Regions from separate parts of the Gossypium hirsutum genome. Here region 1 is linked to region 2. A link is a contact called in public Hi-C data. All regions are on one chromosome and are shown on one strand. Each heading gives the region's core, a stretch centred on a gene start, on an enhancer-like site or on the middle of the called end of the contact. The rest is flanking DNA. Distances are from core to core; before and after follow the strand shown. Region 1 holds the start of LOC107886276 (1-aminocyclopropane-1-carboxylate oxidase homolog 4). Region 2 holds the start of LOC107886322 (nudix hydrolase 18, mitochondrial).

Region 1 (5,463 bases), core at 2,634-5,133, 240 kb after region 2:
AGTATTCAAGCTTGAAATATATATAGAATCTTAGATATAATATGATGTTCAACAAAATTTTGTCCCACTGAGTTTGAGGCAACAAGTTATGCGTATTATAGATATGTGTACTCTTTTCATTCATTAAGAATCTTTTTCTTTCAAAGATTTTTATCTTATTAAAGTTTTAACGAAACATGAGTATTCAAGAAAAAGTGCTATAAATATATTTATTGCATAAAGTGAATGTACATTAGTATAAGATGTTGGTTGAAGTTTAAGACTCAAATGTCTATTAAGAAGATGTATAACTCTTTATGTTTATAAATACAAACTTTAAATATTATGAATAAATTATTTTCTTATTTCTTATTTCTTATTCCTTTTATTTTATTGCAGTTTGCTTATAATTCCAACGGTAGTAATTTGATAAGTATTTATTTTATTGGCGGTACATTTTTGTTTGTGAGGAATTGAATTAAACCCAACAACAGTAGTCTTAAAGAAAGTGTTTTTAATGTTGATGTCCAATAAAAAAATAATAATAATAAATAAATAAATAACAGAGGAATCAATCCAAGATGTAACAGAGCAGATGGGAAGGCAGGTGTTTGCTAATAATAACCATAAAATTGTTAGTACTTTCAACTCATAGAAGGACATTAATTTTCAACTAGCAACCATAACCTTCAATCACTAGCAGAAACACAGTATGGTGATGTGAAAATTACGATTATCCAACTTTCTTATTGTACATTGACATAAAAATAGAAGAATCTAATATTGCATAATAGTCTTACATTAAAAGCTACAAAGTATTTTATATATATATAATATATATCCTCTTACAGCTTATAGAAATTTGTCAAAGTTTTCCCATCCAGTTCCTTGGTGAAGAACCTTCTCATGTAGTCATTATATATAAACTGACGATAGTGGGCTGGTTTCTCTGGTGAAGTAAGTTCAGCAAATGGTCCATATAAGGCTTCCCTGGCACTTGGATTGAAGAAAACAGCGATCGACACTCGGGCTTCTTCGGAAGGATTTGCCAGTACTCTGTGCTCCACACTTTTATACTCATCATTCGACATTATCTGGAAATTGCCGCAAAGCACCACCATTCGTAGCAACAAATAAAATCATTAGCAGTTCCAATAATTACAAAGACAACAATGCTTCAACTTCTAATAGGCTCATATTTTACTTTTAGTAGAATGCATATTCACCCGGCTTGATTCAGACGAGAAGCTACATTGATTTAATCTTATAGCTAGGTTGACTTTTCTTACTTACAGGCTGATTGCCCTAGGGATAGATGCATTTAAAATTTATCACAAACCATTCTTCTGCAAATATTGTAGTAGAAAATATAAAGATCAAACTCAGCTCAACCACAATATTAAGGGTCCGTTTGTTTACATGTAAAAAGTTTTACGGAAAATATTTTCTGTATTTTCATGTGTTGGTTTCACAGAAAATAGTTTAGTTAACGGAAAATGACTTACAAGTTAAGGTAAAATAAGTTTAATATTATTATATTGATAATAATTTTTTTTATTTTTTAAAATATTTAAAATTTTATATTTTTAATATTATTAAACATACATATTTAATTATTTATATTTAGTCTTATAATAAATTATTAATATAATAAATATAATTTATTAATAATATTTTAATTTTATTTTAATAATAAATTTTAAAAATAATAATTTTAAATAATATTATTCACATATTATTGAAAATATTCAATATTAATATTTTATAATAAATATTTATTACAATTATAAATATATTAATAATAAATGTTTTGTAGTATAAAGGTTAAAATATGTCATAAGTCTATATATACTTTATAAATTTGTAATTTAGTCTTTGTACTTTTATTTTCAAGAATTTAGTTCCTTTACTTTTCAAATTTGAAAATCAAGTCCAATTGTAGACATCGTTATTTTTTTTCAATTTTGTTGATGTTACATTTTTAAATAAAAAATACTCACTTAGTAGTCATGTAATTAAAAAATGAATCTGAATTTAACATAATATTTTTAATATATGAAAAAACAATGTAAAATATAAAATTATAAATAAAAATAAATTCAATTAAACAATGAAAAAATAAGAAAATCTCAAATGTATATTTGTTTAATTGAAAACAACTTTTATAAAATATTTCTAAGAAATCTACCAAACAATAGAAAATATTTTTCGTAGATTCCTCCAAACACTAGAAAATATTAATTTTTTCAGAAAAATAAATCATTTTCTATAAATCATTTTCAAGAAATAATTTTCAGTGAAACAAACGAAACCTAAATTAAATAGAATCACAAAAAAGAATGGTTCTATATTTTATGTTAAAATATAATTTTTAATATTTTTATTGATTTGTTGAATTTTTATAAATTTTCATTATTTTTTTGGGTTTTAATATTTTTTACAATTTTTTTATTAAAAAGTAATAAAAATTAAAAGTTTTCAATTTATTAAACTTTGAAAGGGCAATGCTTCAATCAGATGTTGGGAGGGTAAGAAACATCAATTCTCCAAGTTGAAAGCAGAACTAACTGCTACCATTTTATCCAATGGAACTTCAATAATGTAAAATTTATTCTCTAATGTTGTAAATTAGGCTTTCAGCCTCTAAAAGACCTTACCTGAAGAATATCTGCAATGTTTATAACAAGAGCTCCATGAACAGGCTTGACATCCACCCACTCCCCTTCATGCTTAATCTGCAGCCCACCGGTGTGATCCTGCTGCAACAACGTTAACACTCCTGGATCTGTATGTGATGCGATGCCCACTGTCAGATCAGGCTGGGGGCAGCATGGATAGTAGTGCCCAACCATTACTCTTGCATCCAAACATGTAGTATTCTTGATGGTATCCTTATCCAATCCCAGCCCTTCCGACAACAACCCCATCAGCTGCTCTCCTAATGTTGTCGAATGTAAGTTCCATTGAACCACTTCGTCTCTACAAACCTCCGGAATGTGCTCAAGCTCCGGAAGAGTTGGTCCTAGTCTTATCTGGAGTGTATCCCTATCATTTCACCCAAAATTTTCAATTTTCAATGTGTGAATCCTATCCATAATTATTTTGGTAAAAATTGGGTTTGTTTTGCTCTTTAATTTTGCTTGAATCTCTTCTAAAAAAACCTATTTTTCAATCAAAGTCGAAACCTATTATCTACTATTGATACGAATATATCAATCAAAATTGGGAGGAAAAGATAACCCAATTCCATAAAACACAAATGGATAAGATACCTCCAGCTAGCGGCTTTAGAGTGGAACAAATCAACGTTGGAAATGAAGGATACACCGGTTCCGGCGTCACGGCGGTAGAATCTGGCCTTGACGTCGGTGGGCAGCTCATGGAAGGCTCTGATGGAAGCGATCATACGGTCAAGAACCTGGACGGGAATTCCATGGTTTACAATCTGAAAGAACCCAAAGGATCGAGATGCAGCAGCTACTTGCTCCACGACCGTCGAACGGGGCCCCGAGAGGTCGATGGTGGGTATGGCAACCGACTTGGGTTTGGGTTTGGGTTTGAGGTCGGATAAAGTTTCGGGTGGGTGAAGGAAGATGCGAGGGATAGTGGTGAGACCAGAATCGACTAGCCCTTTTACTCCAATTTTTGAGTCATCGAATCTTTTTACTTCTTCGGCTCTATCGTACTGGTTTCCGGAATCCACGGTTGTCGCCATTCTTTTTCTTCTGCTAACAACTGAAGTGAAGCTGTGGGAAGGAAGATTTGTAACTTAAAGAATTAAGTTTATAATATAGCAATTAGCAAGATACATCTCTACGCTATTGTACTTGATTGCCCCACGTACCTTGTCTTTTCTTTCAAACTTTCCATCCTGGGTCACACTAACTATATTAGGACTACACTACGGATAATTAATCTCCAGTTTTAATATTTAAAATTATAATTCAATTATTGGTTGTTCTTAAAAATTTAAAATAACATATCTAATTTTATTGATATAATAATAAATTTAGCTCTCAAATTTTAAATATTTTATTAATGTGGTCTCTATTTAATAAATTTAATCTATGTAAATGTTGAGATTAAATTTGTTAAAATTTTTATAATTAAAACTAAATTGACAAAGTATATAAACATTATGTACTAAATTTATTGTTATACCAATCAAAACTATGTATAATTAGTAAAAAAACATTAACATTGTTATTAATTATTCACTTTTAAAATTCATATAAATTAAATTATTCTAATTTTTTCAAAGAAATCAACTTACTCAATTTCAAATTTGAAAACTACAAAACAACATTATATGTAAATTTTGGGTTTTATCTTAGTTGATATATGTGACTTTGGTTTTATAATAATTTATGTAACACCCCGAATTCTAGGCCTAGAAGTTTTGGGTTTTGAGTGTAGGGACAGTGAGGAGGTTGCACATATTTGTTTAGCTGTGCAATTTAGTGTCAGAATGAGCCTGTTGGTCTAGTGGTTAAGTGAGTGATAATGAACTTTTAGGTTTTGGGTTTAAGTCCTTGTGTGCACATTTGGGAGGATATTATTTTATTTTGTTGATGTTTTAATTTAAAAGTGTATAATTATTTGTTTTAATTTAATATATTTTTAGTTATTGTTATTAATTTTATTATTATTACTTTTATTTCTATTTTTTTTACTTTCTTTATTTTCTGGACGTGTTTTCTATTCTACTTTTCTCTTTAGTTTTTATTCTTTTCGCTTTTGAAAAAAGTACTCAAAGAATGGTTTTTGCTTTTTGGTTTCTGGAATTCCGCTCCTCTATCATCGTCTCCGATTGTTTCGTCATCGAAACAGGTGTAGGATTAGAAACCTTGTCTTTACAGTATCGTTTTCGCAAAATTTATGTTTCGACATATTTTTGTTTTTGTGTTAACCCGAAGATCTTAGGTTCTAGACATTGGAAGTGAGGAGAAACTACCATTTTCTGATATATTCTTGATAGGGCAAAGATTAGGGATGATTTCGGTGGCTTAGATGGTGGTTTCGAGCTGTTTTTTTTTGTGGTTTTGTGACCTCTTCGACAACCAAACAGGCGTGTGCCAAGGCACACAGCTGTGTGGATTTGGGAATTAGGGTTTCCAGTCAATTTTGGGTGCCACATGGCTGTGTGGCCGATTTGGGGATTTTGTCAGAATTCAGACGATCGTGTCCCTTAGGCACATGGGCATATGAGTTTGGGAATTTGGGATTTGAGTTTTGGAGTCACACGGTCCTGTGGTTGATTTGGGGATTTAGGAATTCCACACCGGCATGTGAGACCCTCATACAATCGTGTCTCCCCTACACTTTATTTTAGTGATTTTAGACAAAAAGTTACACGGCATGTTCACACGGTTGTGTCTCTGCTTCACACGGGCATGTGCCTCAGTCACACAGTCGTGTACTACCCTTTACAAGGGCACTTGGACTCCTACATGACCTGGGTTGCTCCACACGGGCGTGTGGCCC
Region 2 (5,795 bases), core at 2,552-5,051:
CATATAATCATTAAACTTCAACCATATGAACTTACCTAGGTCGATTTGTAAAATTTGTGAAAGTTCAGGGACTAATCAGCTACTTTTTCTTTTTCTCGACTTGCTTCGGGTTCTCGATTTGCAGTAAAAATATGAAAAACCAGCTTAAGAAAACCCTTCTATGGTGTTTTTGCTGATGAGAATGCAGAAAAATAATGAGAATTCTAGATAATTCAACTTCAGTCCTAGTTTATTAAGTAAATTTTACAATATTCCAATTTTGCCCTTAATTTATCAATTTTCCTGCTGATTTCATACACCTTGCCGTCCAGCCGAAATAGACCTTAGGTCTATTTGCCTTTTAAACCCTCTTTCTTTTATCACTTAAGCTGTTTAATCATTTCTCATAATTTTACATTTGTTACAATTTAATCCTTTTTATTCAATTAACTATCGAAACTTTAAAATTTCTTGACGAAACTTTAATACTAACTTATTAACACTCCATAAATATTTATAATAATATTTATGGCTCCTTTTAAAAATTTTCAAACTCTCGATATCTCGTTTCTGATTCTAATTTAATTTTTATTTCTAGTACACTATTCGCTATTTAAAAAATTTTTCTAACTTCACACTTAACTTATATTCACTAAATTATTAATATTTTCTACTCATTTTTCGGATTTAGTGATCTCGAATCACTGTTCCGACACCACTGAAAATTTAGTCTATTACAGAAACAACAAATATTAACCAAGTCATTTCCATTTCATGCCAAATTAAGTTCTCTTAGAACCATCTGCACTCACATCCATCCCATTATTGAAACCACATTTTTGACGAACTTTCTTCATTCTCCTTCCATCCAATTTTGTCTCCATTAAGAAAACAATTTGGGGATAAATAGCCTTCATCATAAATTGGAGTCGTCAAATAGCTCGAATACTCCCAAATCCGCGGACATTCCAACATACAATTTTCATGGCACTTAGCTGGCATGCCCCTTGGCAGCTGCCAATAAATGGTTAGAATGAGCATTTTGTTGCTCAACCGGGGCTCCTATTGAATTAGTCACTTCTGAAACATTAGGGACCACTAACTTTGTTCTAGGCTTTTTCTTCCCTTCTACGTTCCTAATTGGATCTTCTTCAAAATCATGTTCCATACTATTGCGCCTCAGTCCATCAAAAAATCTAGATTGATTCCCCGTATCATGATCTAGATGTCCTTCCAAGTTGAAACCCAACATCGAATTAATATTGCTCTATGTATCACTCCTAAAATCATTCCTTTTATTACTCTTCGATCCATGCACGCTCCAATTTCTTTCCTTAGAAATGCCATCCCCTTCCTCACGTAGCCATACACTACTCACGGTTGTGGCTCTCCTCATCTGCGCTTACAAGGACAAATCCCATCCAAAATCCGTAACATCTCCTCTCTAATGCAATCAAATTGGACAAAACTTATCATTGTGGCTCAAATAGCCACATAAGAAATAGAAAAGAGTAAGTTTCTCATACCGAAAACTCACATAAGTGAATTTCGATGATGGGAGCACAATCTTCTTCCTTGTCTTTAGTGGCTTCCTTACATCAAGCTCTACTTGAATCCTAAGATAATTCTTCAATCCTCGATTTATTTGCTTAGAATCATATTCCATAAATCTCCCAATAAAATTTTGCAATTGCATCGCCACTGTCTCCGAAAAGATGCCCTGATGTAAATCATGGATTTGCACCCAAAAAGTTCAAAAAACTAGAGGGACCTGTAGTGGATCTTCGCCATTCTCCAAACAGTGAATTATCAAATGATGGTTGTTAAATGCCCGAGGAGATCCTTGACCACCTGATCAACATCCATTTCATGGAAAAACTTAAATAAGAATCTCTTCACACCCAGATTTGAGATCTGAACCTCACCTAACGAATGCCACAAATTTGCCATTGCATTTTTCATTGCCTGAAAATGAACAATGCTTCTGCTAGAAACTAGCCTCAGATCAATCGACAATAACAATGCATCTTCTTCTTCCCTATCCTTAAAATTTAGCCCTGTCATCTCTTCCTCCATGGCAGAAACTCTCACACAATAGATATCCAATTCCTACTTTCTTAGAAAAGTACCCTGAGAGGTCCAGACAAAAGAATAAAAAACAAAAGACAAGAAGAAAAAAGCAAGACGTGCTACAATGAGCAAAGAAAATTCACTTAAATGGAAAATTAAATTAAATATATTAAAAGAAAGAAATTGTTAAAATTAAGTTAAAAAGGAAATTAAGATAACAACATAATATATGCTCTATACTTAAATAAATCTGAATAAACTAAATATTAACTCAGTTGGAAATATCAAAAATAACTTTATTCAATTATAACACACAGAGATATAAAATTTTAAATGTTTTAGTTGTTTTCTTTAAAATTAAAAGTTTTTTTTGGTCGACTTTAAAATTGAAAGTTATTTCATATGCATGATAATATACATACTTATCCATTTATACAAACTAACTTAATTTTTAAACCCATCACTCATCCTTTCAGATTTTTTTCTTTTATAATTATCCTTTTACATCATATTTTTATAACATATGATGTGATCATAAATTCAACCCTTAATGATTAAATTTAATATTTTCTATTAAAGTCAATAAAAAATACAGTTTAATAAAATATATTTTATAATGGGAAGTAATTTTATATTAATTATTAACGAAAAAATATGTTTATATTAATTATATTATGAAAAACAAATTTTACATTAAGTACATAATGAAAGAAAAAAAATGGAGAAAAGCCATAAATTCTATCAATAAAAGTATCCATGTAATGTTATATGTTGCGGACATAGAACCGCTCCCTAAATGAAAATAGCTATAACTTGTTAATGTATATACTTTATAGCCGTCAATCTTAGTTTTAAATTATTAGAAATATAAAAAGCGTTATTTAAAATTAAATAATATTGAACTTTAATAAAAAAAATTATATTGGAAATATTTATAAGTAATGTGTTAACCAAAAATATAATCCTCTAATAACTATTTAATAAATACATATAAATACTCATTAATTGAACTCTAGGCTTATTTGGAAAGTCGGTATAATTATTTCTTCTATAGCAGTTTTGGTAATCACTTAATTGAGTGTAATTAAAACAATCCTATTATGTTTGTTCATAATTTTATTTTTAAAATTTATAATTTTAGGATATACATTTTATTTTTAAATATAATTATATGTTATATTGCTTAAATAATATGAAAATCTTATTGACGAGATAGTTTCTCATATATTTGGAGCTATTAAATAATTAACTAAATTACATAGCATTTATTATAAATGATTTATACTATTTTTTATGAAATTATTTATTCCAATGGATCACAATGAGTATATGTTAAATGTTAAAGAGAGAATAACACAAAAAAATTGAATGTTAGAGTAATTAAATAAAATTGCATTAGAATATCTATTTTCTTATTAATTTTATTAATAATCATATTACGAAATACTTTCTTGAATTAACATATTATATAAGATGGTTTGATTTTAAATTTTGTACCTCCTTATAGAAATTCGTACTTAAGTATTAGCTCACCATTTCTATAATAAATATTATTTTTTAAAATCTACATTATATAATTGTATAATTATAATTTGTATTATGACAAATAAGATTATTTTAATTTTTTAAACCCAAAATTTAACTTTATTAATGACAAATACAAAATTGAAAATAAAAAAAGCCAACATGTACAATCTTATCTATACACTTAAACTGCGGCATAAAACCCAGATAAGACCAAATAAGAAGCATACACAGCCGTTTTCCACTTTTTCCTTTTTCCTTCTTTTCATTTTTCTCAAAGAAAAACAGCCAACATGCATAGCCAATGATCGCACACGTGAGCGAGATGCTTGATAAAGAAAGTCAATTCCTTTTTACATCAGATCAACCGTGTACGTGTTGGCTACAACACCTTATAAAAACCCTCTCTTTTTTTTTTTCTAATAAAATAATATTAAACTAATAAAACTCTAAACCCTCGTTAACGAAACGGCACCGAAGCTTATAGAAGGAGACGCGTCTCAACACCTACCCTTTTTTCGAATCATAAACATCATTATCATCATCTACTACTACTATTATGCACTAACTTTGTGTTTAATTAATTAATTTTGTTTACTCTCTCTCTCTCCCCTTTTTTCTATAAATACCCAATTCCATGTCCTTACATTTTCAGCTTCTCTCTCAATTATCTTTCTCTTTTTGTTGCCTTTTTACCTGAAAATATACTCCAATTTTACGATAATCAGTTTCTTTATACTCTGAAGAAGCCTATCTCCCGGGATTGTTTCTATAATTTACAAAAGAAAAATAATAATATCTGGTTAATTTCGTCAGGGGCTAAGCTTATTTGCTTCCATAAATTGTTCTATTTAGTTCTTCTTTCAATTTATTGGTTCTGGGTATTCTTGGTTCTTGTTCGATCGTTTATTTTCAATTTGTTTGAGGATGGTTTGCATGGTTTCTCGCACTGGAAGGCACTTGCAGCGATACGATAACCTAGGCCGACGCCAAGTTGTTGGGTGAGATTTTCATGATGAAGAGAGTTTGATTTGCTTCATCCTTTTTTTTTTTTTCGTCTTGAGAAATTTTATTTGTTCCCTTATCTTTAATTTTTCTGGGCTCCTGTTGAAAATTTTGTTCTTTTCTGAACTGGGGCCTGACATTTTTGGTCAGAAATTTCATGCTAGGAGCCTTGGACTGTTTCCATTTTATTGTATAAAGAGAGAAAAAAAATCTTTTTTCTTGGGATGAATGATGGCAAAACTCATTTCTTCAATTTCGACGATTGCAGGTGCATTCCCTATAGATACAAATCTAGCAGTGATGGAACCATGACTGATGACTTGGAGGTACTTGTGATCTCCTCCCAGAAATGTCAAAAAATGATGTTTCCCAAGGTATAAAGATTCAGTAATGTTTCAAAAAAGTTAATTAAAACTCTTGTTTGCTCTGTCAAATCTTGCATTAATAATTATTGTGGGGCTGTTTGGTTTTAATTCTCAGGGTGGTTGGGAGCTTGATGAATCTAGAGAAGAAGCTGCATTAAGAGAGTCACTTGAAGAAGCTGGTGTTCGAGGCAATGTTGAGGTTACTATTTAATTCAACTGTTCCTTAATCATTGTTTAAAAATCCCAACGTTTCTCGAACTGAAATTCTTATTAATATTTATATATACTTTTAAAACAGTGTGAACTGGGGAAGTGGGACTTCATAAGCAAAAGCCATGGCACATTTTATGAAGGTTATATGTTCCCTTTGCTTGTGAAAGAAGAACTTGATTTCTGGCCTGAGCAAAATCTGAGACAAAGGACGTGGGTAAGCTTTTGTTACTGTTCTTCACTTCTTACATTGAACACTTGAAAAATGACTTCCGAGTTTCATTTCATTGATTTGCTTTTTCCTTTGATTGTGTTCAGATGAATGTTAAAGAAGCCAGGGATGTGTGCCAGCATTGGTGGATGAAGGAAGCTTTAGACATATTGGTTGAAAGACTCAACTCATTGAAGCAGCAAAATGAACAAAATTATCCAAACATCTGCTCTGATTTAGTGGCAAAGATTAGTAGTTTGTAAAATATGGGGGGCATTTTTCTGAGGCTGTTTAGATTTGAATCTTCTGTTGAAAACCAAGGAGGATCAGCAACCAGCAATGGTTATGGCCAATTATGTTGGCTACCAAATACAGTCACTCACAGCTGGGTAAAATGTTAGGAAAATAACTGTAAATTTTTGGATGTTGGG

Evidence for each region. Hi-C and Micro-C count contacts between places; a contact is called where the count stands out from the background.
Region 1: a Hi-C map of hypocotyl shows a contact between it and region 2, with 2.5 times the contacts expected there. The contact joins the promoter of LOC107886276 here to the promoter of LOC107886322 in region 2. A contact is called at or near these places in 4 of 34 Hi-C or Micro-C datasets (anther, fibers, hypocotyl and 1 more).

What each region holds. Positions count from the first base shown.
Region 1 is chrA03:86,651,300-86,656,762 of Gossypium_hirsutum_v2.1, forward strand. LOC107886276 (1-aminocyclopropane-1-carboxylate oxidase homolog 4) reads right to left here and starts at 3,884. Exons shown (of 3, transcript XM_016810179.2): 1 at 3,252-3,884; 2 at 2,637-3,024; 3 at 590-1,073. The coding sequence starts at 3,694. The coding sequence ends at 825.
Region 2 is chrA03:86,411,219-86,417,013 of Gossypium_hirsutum_v2.1, forward strand. LOC107886322 (nudix hydrolase 18, mitochondrial) reads left to right here and starts at 3,802. Exons shown (of 5, transcript XM_016810221.2): 1 at 3,802-4,574; 2 at 4,847-4,952; 3 at 5,059-5,142; 4 at 5,242-5,370; 5 at 5,472-5,795. The coding sequence starts at 4,501. The coding sequence ends at 5,627.